Regions from separate parts of the Mus musculus genome. Here all the other regions are linked to region 1. The links are chromatin contacts, called in public Hi-C and HiChIP or PLAC-seq maps. All regions are on one chromosome and are shown on one strand. Each heading gives the region's core, a stretch centred on a gene start, on an enhancer-like site or on the middle of the called end of the contact. The rest is flanking DNA. Distances are from core to core; before and after follow the strand shown.

The links. Hi-C and Micro-C count contacts between places; a contact is called where the count stands out from the background. HiChIP or PLAC-seq counts read pairs in DNA pulled down with a chosen protein or histone mark.
Region 2: an HNF4G HiChIP or PLAC-seq map of pancreatic cancer cells shows a contact between it and region 1. The contact joins two enhancer-like sites. A contact is called at or near these places in 1 of 484 Hi-C or Micro-C datasets (nephron progenitors), 4 of 115 datasets of contacts at active chromatin or transcription factors (the NIH/3T3 cell line, embryonic stem cells, extraembryonic endoderm stem cells and 1 more) and 1 of 9 other capture datasets (embryonic stem cells).
Region 3: an HNF4G HiChIP or PLAC-seq map of pancreatic cancer cells shows a contact between it and region 1. The contact joins two enhancer-like sites. A contact is called at or near these places in 3 of 115 datasets of contacts at active chromatin or transcription factors (embryonic stem cells, microglia and pancreatic cancer cells).
Region 4: a Hi-C map of bone marrow-derived macrophages shows a contact between it and region 1, with 3 times the contacts expected there. The contact joins two enhancer-like sites. A contact is called at or near these places in 1 of 484 Hi-C or Micro-C datasets (bone marrow-derived macrophages), 1 of 115 datasets of contacts at active chromatin or transcription factors (pancreatic cancer cells) and 1 of 9 other capture datasets (embryonic stem cells).

What each region holds. Positions count from the first base shown.
Region 1 is chr6:89,421,568-89,424,138 of GRCm38.p6, forward strand. The region is part of intron 5 of Chchd6 (coiled-coil-helix-coiled-coil-helix domain containing 6); the gene reads right to left. Among named protein-coding and RNA genes, the nearest start is that of Gm52910, 11 kb to the left of the region's middle. Within about 2 kb of position 1,269, at least 134 of the 459 cell types and tissues checked have an H3K27ac peak or open chromatin away from gene starts, as enhancers often do. A contact at or near this core is called in bone marrow-derived macrophages and pancreatic cancer cells, where this site is marked.
Region 2 is chr6:88,967,834-88,970,404 of GRCm38.p6, forward strand. Gm36409 (a long non-coding RNA gene) reads right to left here. Exons shown (of 4, transcript XR_869259.3): 2 at 669-762; 3 at 329-406. Among named protein-coding and RNA genes, the nearest start is that of Gm36409, 4.8 kb to the right of the region's middle. Within about 2 kb of position 1,273, at least 23 of the 459 cell types and tissues checked have an H3K27ac peak or open chromatin away from gene starts, as enhancers often do. A contact at or near this core is called in pancreatic cancer cells, where this site is marked.
Region 3 is chr6:89,007,722-89,010,292 of GRCm38.p6, forward strand. No RefSeq gene overlaps it. Among named protein-coding and RNA genes, the nearest start is that of Gm36639, 15 kb to the right of the region's middle. Within about 2 kb of position 1,295, at least 136 of the 459 cell types and tissues checked have an H3K27ac peak or open chromatin away from gene starts, as enhancers often do. A contact at or near this core is called in pancreatic cancer cells, where this site is marked.
Region 4 is chr6:89,049,476-89,052,046 of GRCm38.p6, forward strand. No RefSeq gene overlaps it. Among named protein-coding and RNA genes, the nearest start is that of Gm36639, 27 kb to the left of the region's middle. Within about 2 kb of position 1,301, at least 6 of the 459 cell types and tissues checked have an H3K27ac peak or open chromatin away from gene starts, as enhancers often do. A contact at or near this core is called in bone marrow-derived macrophages, where this site is marked.

The DNA of each region.
Region 1 (2,571 bases), core at 19-2,518:
GAGGATAAAGGCAGAGGCAACCTGATCAGTCTCTCCCAATTCCTCTAGCACATGTTCCTTTGTGACCACTGGGCTTCTGGTGGAGCCTCCTGAGGATGTGGCCTGGCTCATGGGCTCACAGTATGACAGCACTTTGGTGTGTACTGGCCGCAGTCTGTGGTAAACCACTTACTTCCTCTAAGCTTTGATTTCTTAACTGCAGAGTGAGAGAAAAGCACCCAGATCTCCCCAACCCACATACACCGTAGAGCTTCTGAAGCCACAAAGAACCTCGTGTTCTTTCCACAGACGTGGGTCTTTCTTCCTCATAAAAAACCCACCCAACTCTTTTGAGTTTCTTTTCTTCTATATGTGTTCACGGGTCAGATCACAGGCTTCCAGGCCCAGTCACTTGCTGAGTCCCTCTCAAAGAGAGGACTCAAAGGCTGAGATGGGGCCCATGTACTGTGGGCAAGCAGAAGAGGCCTAGAGCCATTGCTCTGTATGGTAGGCAGCATGCATCTGTCCCAGGGGACATAGAGCCAATCATGTGGTCAGTAGGATTTGTCATAGGAAGTGTCCACAGGCCAAGAAGTGGTTACTGCCACCCCCCCCCCCCGTAGCTTCCTCTATTTTCCTCATGATGACTCAGTGAAAATCCCCCATTGGTCCCATCCTGACTGCCGTGCAGACCCATGGCAGTGGGCTGTGTAACAACCACTGGCCCAGAAGCACAGGAAAGGTCTCCAAGCCACAACAGAGGTTCATTTGTCCATGAGCCCCTGGTTCTCCAGCCTTCCTCATTAAGGACAAGGATCCTGTAGACTACAACTTGTCATAATTGTGGGCTTCTTAAGGACTGGTCAATTTGTTCATCCTGAGAACACTAGGAATGGGGGTGGGATCCAAGTCAACTGGAGCCTGTGCTCTGGCCATATGGATGCTCAGACACCACAATGTCACAATTACAAATGGGCATGAGGCCAGTATTTTGAGCTGTCAGAATACCTACCAGAGCAGCCTGTAAACTTGATCAGACAGTCTTCTTGGGAACTGATACCTGAACTGAACCCAACCAAAGTATTTCTCTCGCTCCCCCTCTCTGCCTCTGGTGGTTCCAACAATGGAGTCCACGGTCTAGTTCATGGCAGACTAGCACTCAACTTTACAGCACAATTTTTGTCACATCAATATTTTCAAAAGTGAAAGCAGGCCAGGGGTTATAGTGAGTGGCAAGCATGCTGGGGCTTGTATCCTGGCCCCACCCATCTCCTTCCTACTTCTGGGTGAGGTCATGGTACACTTGTGAGCACCTTGTGGGCAAGTACTTTAATTAGAGAGCATTCTGTGAGGCACGCTGTGAGTGGGCACTCTGAAGGACCACACTGAAAGCACACCCTGTGAAGGAGCACCTTGTGAGGGAGCACAGTGGGGGGAGGGCTCTGTGAGTAAGCCCTCTGCACCTCAAGTCAAACAGCTCCTACCATGTCCTCTAGGCCAACAAATTCTCCTACCGTTGTAAACAGTGCTGAGGAGAACAAGTGCCTACCTGCAGCTCTGTGTGTGAATGAGCCTATCTACAGAGAATACTCTAGAAGTCAGGGTCTTGAGACAAAGACTGCATTTATTTCTAATGAACTGTAAAGGATAAGAAGATATGAGCCAAACAAGGAGGAGGACCCATGAAGAGAGAGAACATGGGTGTCCAAAGGGCAGTGCAGGTACATGAGGGGAGCAGAGACTGTCAAACAGTGGGATCAAGGGCAGGGAGGGCTAAGATACTCAGTGGGTGCAGCTGACTCAACTTCAGGCTCAGAGCCTGAGTTCCAATGAGGGGTGAATAAAACCCTGGCTTTGTTTGTTTTGTGTTTTTTGAAACAAGGGTTTGTTTTATAGCCCAGGCTAAACTGGAACTCATTATGTAGATAATACTGGACTAAGAGTCACAGTGCTCTTCCTATCTCAGCCTCCTGAGTGCTGAAATTACAGTCCTCAGCTACTATGCCTGTCTGTTTAAGTGAGGGAATAGCAAAGCAGTACTGTTTTTAAAAGACTGTGGCAGCTGTGGACAATGGAGTCCCATCTTTCTGGAGGGGTCATCAGCACTGGAGGGTCCTGGACTGCCCAGGACCTGGGAGCTACAGTTACCACAGAAGCTCACAGGCTTTCTGACAGCTCTCTGATGGGCCTGCACTGTCCGCACGTCATCTGTGCCCACCATCATGAACTGATAGTTTTGGAGACTTTTCTTCCCATAGAGTCCTCAGGTTCCCACTTCTGGAATGCCTTTTCCTCTGCTCTAGACAGCTGCCCCTCCTCCGCTGCCTGCAGCTGCTTCTTGAGCACATCTGAAGGCAGAAGACCTGATCTCCATTAATTAAATTTGCCATTAAAAATTAAATAATGTGAGTAAGAAGGTGTGAGCATTATCTCTGTGGGTTTCAAAAGTCGCAGTGTTTCTTCAATTACTTCCCAAGCAGTTTTCATATTTCATACTGTCTGATTTCTCCAAGGGCCTGGATTTGCAAGATCAAAAGAGAGTGTGAGGGTGAGAGAAGCAAGGTGGGAAGGCGGGAAGGGGAGGATAGCATC
Region 2 (2,571 bases), core at 23-2,522, 450 kb before region 1:
GAAATCAAAGTGGACACTCCAAATGAGCCAATCAATAGCTCCATTTTCCCTTGCTGCCTGGGCGGGGAAAGAGTGCTAACTCATGAAGTCAGCCTCTCTCTCTCTCTCTCTCTCTCTCTCTCTCTCTCTCTTTCTTTCTCTCTCTCTTTCTCAGGTTCTCTTCCCCCAGCTCTGCCTTGGGATGTTTTAGAAAGTACCTGGGGGACAGTCTGAGTGCCCCCAGTGCCTGGGCACTAGGTACAGATGCTTCATCAGTAGAGTGCTTGCCTACCATGCAAAAGGCCTGAGTTTGATCCCTAGCACCTCATAAACTAGGCGAGGTACACACCTTTAACCCCAGAAGGTGGAGGTAGAGGTAGAAGGGTCAGAAGTTCAAGATCAGCTTCAGCTGCAGAGTAAGGCTAACCTGGAAGAGAGTGGAAACAAAGGTCCATGTTTACCTCAGCCTCTAAATGGGAAGGTGTTCCACATTGTAAGGACAGGGCCCCAGATCCCCTGGAACCAAGGGGTTCCTCTCTCCAGGCCTCTCCTTGCTTCTGAATAGGCATCCCTTGTCCCCAGGCTAGCCCACCTCTCTCTTCTTTATCCCAGAGTCAGGATACCTATGAGGAGCCACTACACCCTACCTCTCCCTCTTGCCCCTCTCCTTGTTCCCCCCGAATACCTACCTCTGATTGTCTCATCAGGTCACCTGGTGGCCATCGATCCCAGTAAACCACAGTCCACTTCAGCGTTCTCCCTACATTTCCTGCTCCCCCATACCTGAAAACAGCCCCAGATTTTATCTGGCCACAGAGCTGGGAATCTGGGTGTAGTGACCCCTCCCCAGGCTGGCTCCTTCTTCTGTCTCTCTGTCCCTTATGGCTGCCCATGTGTCTAGTCTCCACTTTCCATCCAGCCCCACTCCTGCCTTCCACTGCTCGGGCTTCACACCGTGTGTGTGTGTGTGTGTGTGTGTGTGTGTGTGTGTGTGTGTGTGGTGTGTGTGTATGTGTGTGTGTATGTGTGTGTGTATATGTGTGTGTGTGTATGTATGTGTGTGTGTGTTCTAGTCCACAGGGAAGTCCCTGGTCAGTCCTGGCATTCCCCACCTCCCTGCCTCACCTGTCCTCTACAGCCATGTTTATGGTCCTACAGCTGGAGATGCCGTCTCCACCCCCAGCTCTCCTGTGTGTCCCTGTGCTGGAAGCTGCGGTCTGTTCTGCCTGTTCCCTAGCAACCCCGCCCCTGGCATCCCTGGTTGTCTGAAGTATACACCCAGCCTCCTGCCCCTGCTGTGACTAATTCTGCCTCTGACCTGCTAAGCACAGCAGCACCTCTGGGGTTTACCTGGTCCCCTTCTCTACCCTGCACATTGCCATGTGGGCTCGACCTGTGTTGTGGGCTGCAGTGTAGGTCTAGTCAGGTCCTATCAGGTTGAGGATTCACCTAGTCAAGCTCTCCTATTCCGCCAGGCCTGCTTCACTCCTGTGACCCTGGCTAGTAGGGTGGGAGGTTTCTAGCCACCAGATGACCTAGGAGCTATGGCCATGTAAACTGGTAGCCCACTGGCCTGCTGGGAAGCTGCCTGGGAGTCCCCTATCTGTCCCTGAGTGCCCATCCCATCCTGCTTGGTCCCTGGCCCCTGCTTAATTAACTCCCTTGGAGCAGCCAGCTGTTTCTTCTCTCCATCTCATCCCAATATTTTTCATGTCTAATCCACCAAGGAGATCTCCTGCAGGCTTTGAAGTCTCTGGGCACGCAGATGAAGATGTCACCCTGGCATGCATGTTGTGTTTCCTAATGAGCAGAGGTTTGATAGGCGTTGGTTGAGATGAAGAAAACACTCCCCAGCCGCCCCTCTGCCTGGGTGGTATTCCTGCACTAGCTACACCCCCTCTCGTCAAGACCCCCATGCCCAGTGACCAGGTCTAGGGACCCCGAGGAGGCAGAGGAGCAATTGCTGCAGGTCCGGGGTGCAGAGGGGTGGGGAGTGGAAGAAGGCCCCTGAGTGAGGGCCGACGGATAAGGCTCTGCATGGAGGAAGGGGCAGTTTTTGAGGAGTGGGCCGGGTTCCTGATGCAGCCAGAGTTCCAGCTTTTCTGCCCCGCCAGACTCCCCTCTACCCCATGCCTGCGTCAGTGTCCCAGGACAGAGCACTGCAAAAGTGGGTCAACCATACATTCCCACCAGCTTGTAGGGCACCCTACTCATGCCACCTGGTCAAGGTCAAAGGCCCCCCTGGTCTTCCATTTCTTCAATGGATAGATGGAGCTTGTTTGGTGAGATGTGCCAGGCACATGCCAACCTAAGTGTTGGAGGTTAAAAGAATGTACCCATAGTCAGGTGTAGTTAGGGGTCAGGCCTGACTGGGGTCCTGGGAGGCTTGGCCTGACACTGTCAACTTTGCTGTGACAGTTTAGCTGTCACATTGCAGTGACCCTTTTGGGTATTGTTGAGGAGGGGTAGATGAAGCCTTTGAGAAAGGCAGTTTCCGGGATGGTCCTGATGTCTCTGAACACCTCTGGCACCCTCATGCTCTGGCCCCTTCAGGCCATCCACCCTGCCATCCTTTCAGTTTAACGTCACCTT
Region 3 (2,571 bases), core at 45-2,544, 410 kb before region 1:
CACTACATGTTTATAGGCTGGGGCTTTCTTAGGAGCCTCTGAGTCCCTCTTCTGATGGTCTAGATCCTTATAGTAGAGACAGAGAAGATGGGGATTAGAAACCAGGAAATGGCTAATTCATTCATTCATTCATTCGTCCCTGTGCTTGTCCTGTTTGAAGCATGAAGACCACAACAGTGATCAGGCAATCCCTAAGGCCTCAGTGGTGGTTTGGGAAGGAGTCACAGTAGCAACGAATGACCAGTTCAAAGGTCCTGGGGCAGGAGCAAGCCGGCCATCGCAGGGAGCAGTTCAGAGGCCAGGATAGCTAGAATGATATGGTTGGTGGAACAAATGAAGTCAGAGCCGGGCAGGCACCGCGACCACTCAAGAGCTCTCTCTCAGTGAAGATTACAGACAAGATCTGATGTGCTCTTTAGAAGATTTTTCCCCCCAAGGCACAGGCATGAGAAGAAGAGGTTCAAGGTCAGAGTAGGGTCTAAGGTCACTCACTGTCTGGAGGTGGGAATGGAACCAGGGTGTGGCAGTGGAGGGATCTTACACTGACACATATCAGTGTGAGTCCGGCAGGATTGGCTTGTAGTTCTCTGTGGCAGAGCTGGAGAAGTGCAGGGTGGTACCCAAAGCACCTCTGCAGGTTCCTTGGGTGAGCACCAAGGCTCTGGATTTCTGTGGGGAAATAAGAAAGAAATCCTGAGGATTTCTTCTGTGGGGCTGGGCAGAGATTCAATCCTGGTGGGCACAGGGTGGAGGGTGAAAGAGCAGCCCGGACAGAGTAAGGCTCAGGGGGTGTGACTGGGACTTGGGTCTGGTCCTGCACCTGCTCTGACCACCGTATCTTTCAACCCCCTACTCTACTCTTTGCGAGCACAGTTTGTCTGCTATTAACTGGCTAGGCCCCCCAGTCACTAGCCTCGGCTGAGACTCTGCCCTGGCTCCCCGCCTCCCTGCTGTGGCAGCCTCTGGGATTCACAATTTCAGCCTGACACCATAGTAACCACTTAGTGCGGTTCAAGATTCCAGTGTCATCCCTGGTCGCGCTTGAATAGGATGAGGCAGGGTGGGGGAGGGGAGGGCCCTGCAGAACCGCAATTATTTCTCAGTTGCCAAGGAAAATGTAAACAGAAGGTCAGCCTTGGCGGAGACTCTGTTTTATTTTTCCCTTTGTAGGATGGGTTGATTTGGGGAGATTAAATTGTGTGTTATTTTTCTTCCTGGGCTTCCCATCCTCCCGTCGGCCCGTTGACAGAGGCAATACAGCTGCAGAGACTGGGACTGAGACTGCACCGCAGCTGCCGCTCCAGCCTGCCCGGAAGCTGGAGAAGCCCCGCCCAGCTGTCCCCACCCACCAGAGTGCAGCCCCGGAGCCTGACCTGGGATTTTAGCCTGAAGTCAGGGCGAATAGTGTGGGTGTGAACCCTCGGCTCAGCAGAGGAACCAGCCGAACTACAGGAAGCTAGAAGAATGACCTGACAACTCACAGAACAAGGGAAAACAAGGAATTGTGCTGATTTAAGTTGCTAAAGCCAGGCAAGGTGGCTCATGCCTTCATCCCAGCACTTGGGAGGCAGAGGCAGGCAACCTCTGTGAGTTTGAGGCTAGCTTGGTTTACAAAGCTAGTTTCAGGCAGCCAGGGCTGTTACCCAGAGAAGCCCTGTCTCAAAAGAACAAACAAACAAACAAACAAAAGTTGCTGAGACTCGGGCTAGTTCCTTAGGTGGCGAAAGTTCCCTGATACATCCTACTGTTCTCTCTGACCAGGAGGGTTTCTTTTGCAGGAGAGGGAGTCATTGTCCCCGGTTTCTCACGCTCTGGATGGCGACTAGGCCTCCCTCGGGAGGCAGTGGGGGCTCTGTTGCCTCGAGGAAGTCCTCCCTCGCCTTCACTGTAGACCGTATGCATACCAGATTGGAGTTGTCTTTAGTTGTGTGCGTGGGACTTCTACTTTGAACTCTTCCAGAGAAGGGTCCTGCCATGTTTGAGGTCCCAGCCCTGGTGTCAGTCTTAATTTCAGTTGCTGCATCGGGGACCTGGGAGAGATGCTTTCAGATAGACTTGGCTGTTGCCTCTGGTCTCGGGTTATCATCTGGCCTGGAGGCTGGACCCTGTGAGGAACCAGCTTTACACTTGGCTCAGGAGCACCAGAATCCATCAGGACTGAAAAATACTGCCTGCCATCTACCTTCACCAAGCCTTGAGCTGACCTTATTAGACAGCCGCAAGAGGGAGAGGGAAAAGGAGAGGAGGAGGAAGCTGCCAACAAGGTTTCTGGCATCAGGGGGCCAGTTTCTTCAGCAGCTCCTGAGTGCTTCTTCCTACATCTTTCCTGGATATGGGAATCACAATGGAACCAGATGTGAGCTGGAGGGTCCTGATGCCAGTTAGCTCTGCACGGCCAGAGCCCTTTAACCATGGCTTTAGGAAGCCTGTTTACTGTGGAGACCCAAAATTAACTTTGTGCTGCAGGGTTAGGCAGATCTAGCAGCCTCCTGGCTCAGCAGCAGGGAGAACTCTGGTGGGGTGCTTGCTCTCTCTTCCTGACCTCTCCCACCAAGGATGTTTGCACTTTGT
Region 4 (2,571 bases), core at 51-2,550, 370 kb before region 1:
AAATTCTAACAGGAAGCCCCTTTGTGAGCAAAGTGACTAGGTATGGGGAGTGCTTGAGGAATCTCTGTGTACATCAGCCTTGGGGTTAGGGAACCCTGGAGATGGGGAGACACAGAGGAATGGGAGGGGGGAGAGAGGGAGGGAAGGAGGGAGGGAGGGAGGGGGAGTGAACTGTGTTAAGTTGGTTATGTTGCTGGGCCAGGCAGGTCCCTCTGCTGTAGCTGTCTGTGCTTGTCACCTGGGGCACAGCATGGGGCTCTCCATGTCTCCCTTGCACAGCATGGGACTCTCCATGTCTTCATTGCTTCCAGATCTCCTACATGTGTCTTTGCCCTGTGGGTTAGAGGTAGGGGCATCCTGACAGCTTTTAGCCTGGTAGAGGACAGATAACATATAATAAATTCATATTATGGTGACAATGTCCTCTTAACCGTTAGACAATGAAGCTAGCTGTTCACAAGGACCTTGCCCAGCCTCCCCTATAGTACACACACACACACACACACACACACACACACACACACACGCCAACAATTAAGGGTGGGAAGATGGCTTAGTGGGTAAAGTGTCTCACAAGTTTGAGGATCTGACTTCCTATCCTCAGAAGCCATAAAAAAACCAGGATCATGGTAATCCCATCACTGAGCAGAGCAGTGTGTGTGTGTGTGTGTGTGTGTGTGTGTGTTTGTGTGTAGAGAAGGTAAATCGCTGGTGTGGTGGTTTGAATATGCTTGGTTTGAATAGTGGTCCAGGTCCACTATTAGAAGGTGAGGCTTTGTTGGAGTAAGTGTGTCACCACGGAGGTGGGCTTTGAGACCCTCCTCATAGCTGCCTGGAACACAATCTGTTCCTAGCTTCTTTTGGATGAAGATGTAGAACTCTCAGCTCCTCCAGTGCCATGCCTGCCTGGACACTGCCATGCTCCCGCTTTGATGATAATGGATTGAACCTCACAACCTGTAAGCCAGCCCTTTAAATGTTGTCCCTTATAAGAGCTGTCTTTGTCATGGTGTCTGTTCACAGCAATGGAAACCCTAAGACACACACACACACACACACACACACACACACACACAAACACATACACGAAGGCCTAAGGACCTAGTCATTATGAAGGGTTGGAAGAGTGGAAGAGGGAGGGGGATGTAGTGGGGTCTAAGGGAAGACCTCCATGTTGGGAAAGAAGATCCTGGTGTCTAGAAGGGGAACTTCCATTGGCCTTGCTTCTAAGCTGACCTCCAGACTCCTGTTGACATTGACCACCAACTTCTGTTTTTGGTCCCCCCTCCTTCCTGACTTCCTCCTCCCCTCCGCTCCTCCTCTTTCCCCTCTTTCTCGTCCCTTCCCCCATCTCTCTATGAGACAGTCTGAGCAGAAGACACCCTGTCTGAGGAGCTTCCACTTAGAGCATGTCACTCTCGGTGTCTCTGCTCAGCAATGCGCTGTCTTGTGTTCTGTTCCATGATGGTGGCCCGAGCTGCTCACTCACTAATTCTGTCTGCTCTGGCTTCTGGAATGTTCTGTGCTTCCTGGCTCTACTCATTTCCGTTCTTTCACTCGACTCTGCCTCTTGGGAGTGGGGGAGTGCTTCTTGCATTTAATTTTGCTGGCTTATCTTTACATCATTTTTAAACGGACATATGCTGCGAAGCTGAACATCCAGAATAGAACGATAGCTATCTGTTGCTTTCTGTGTAGACAGACCTCCCTTCCCTGTGTTGCCGTCACACCTCCTTCTTAGCCTACATCACTCATTCCCACAGGATTGCGTGGCTGGAGCGGAAGGCTTTGCATTTTGAGGTCTGTGGGGCCCTAGAGCTGACTGTGTTCTGGCCTATCTAGGAGCTCCTGCCCTTTAGCACTGTGGGAACCTGGGCTTCCGCTGGGTTACCTCCATGGCCTCCTGGAATTTTAAAAGGACTCTAAGTTTACTTTGACTTCCGTCTTTAGTTATGCCCAGTCAGGCTAGGTCTTAAGGACTAACCTTTCTGGGCACTGGCTGAGTCCCTCTTGCTCAGCACATGACCTGGATTTCCCACTGCCTCTATGCCTCTGCAGTACAGCCTTCTGCCTTTCTCCCTGGAGTATGGCCTGTTGGAGGTACTGGGCCAGAGCACCCACTCTGCTCTTTTCCTTCCTCATCCTCTCCCTCTTCCCATCCTCTATTACCCCCTCCTTCTTTGCTGTGTTTCCCTGTCTGACTTCCAACTTGCAGTGATCCTCCTGCCTCTGCCTCCCAAGAGTTGGGGTTACAGGCGCTCACCACATCCTCTTCTTGTTTCCAACCATCTTCTTCATGGGTGGATTGTGCTACTCCTGCAGGTGGGCATCTGTTGGCTGTCTACCGCCTTCTGCATCCCAATGGCAGATGCGGTTGTAGAAAACAAATTTATCTTAAAAGGAAACATTGTTTCACAGTTGGCTTGGCCTTCACGTGCTCGGTTGAATGTGCTTGATAAATTGCTATAGACTGCGTGTTCCTGTTCCCAGACTCACACACCAGAGTCCCGGTCCCTGAGATGAAGGTTTTAGGAGGTAGGCCTGTAGGAGTCCACCGGACCATGAAGATAG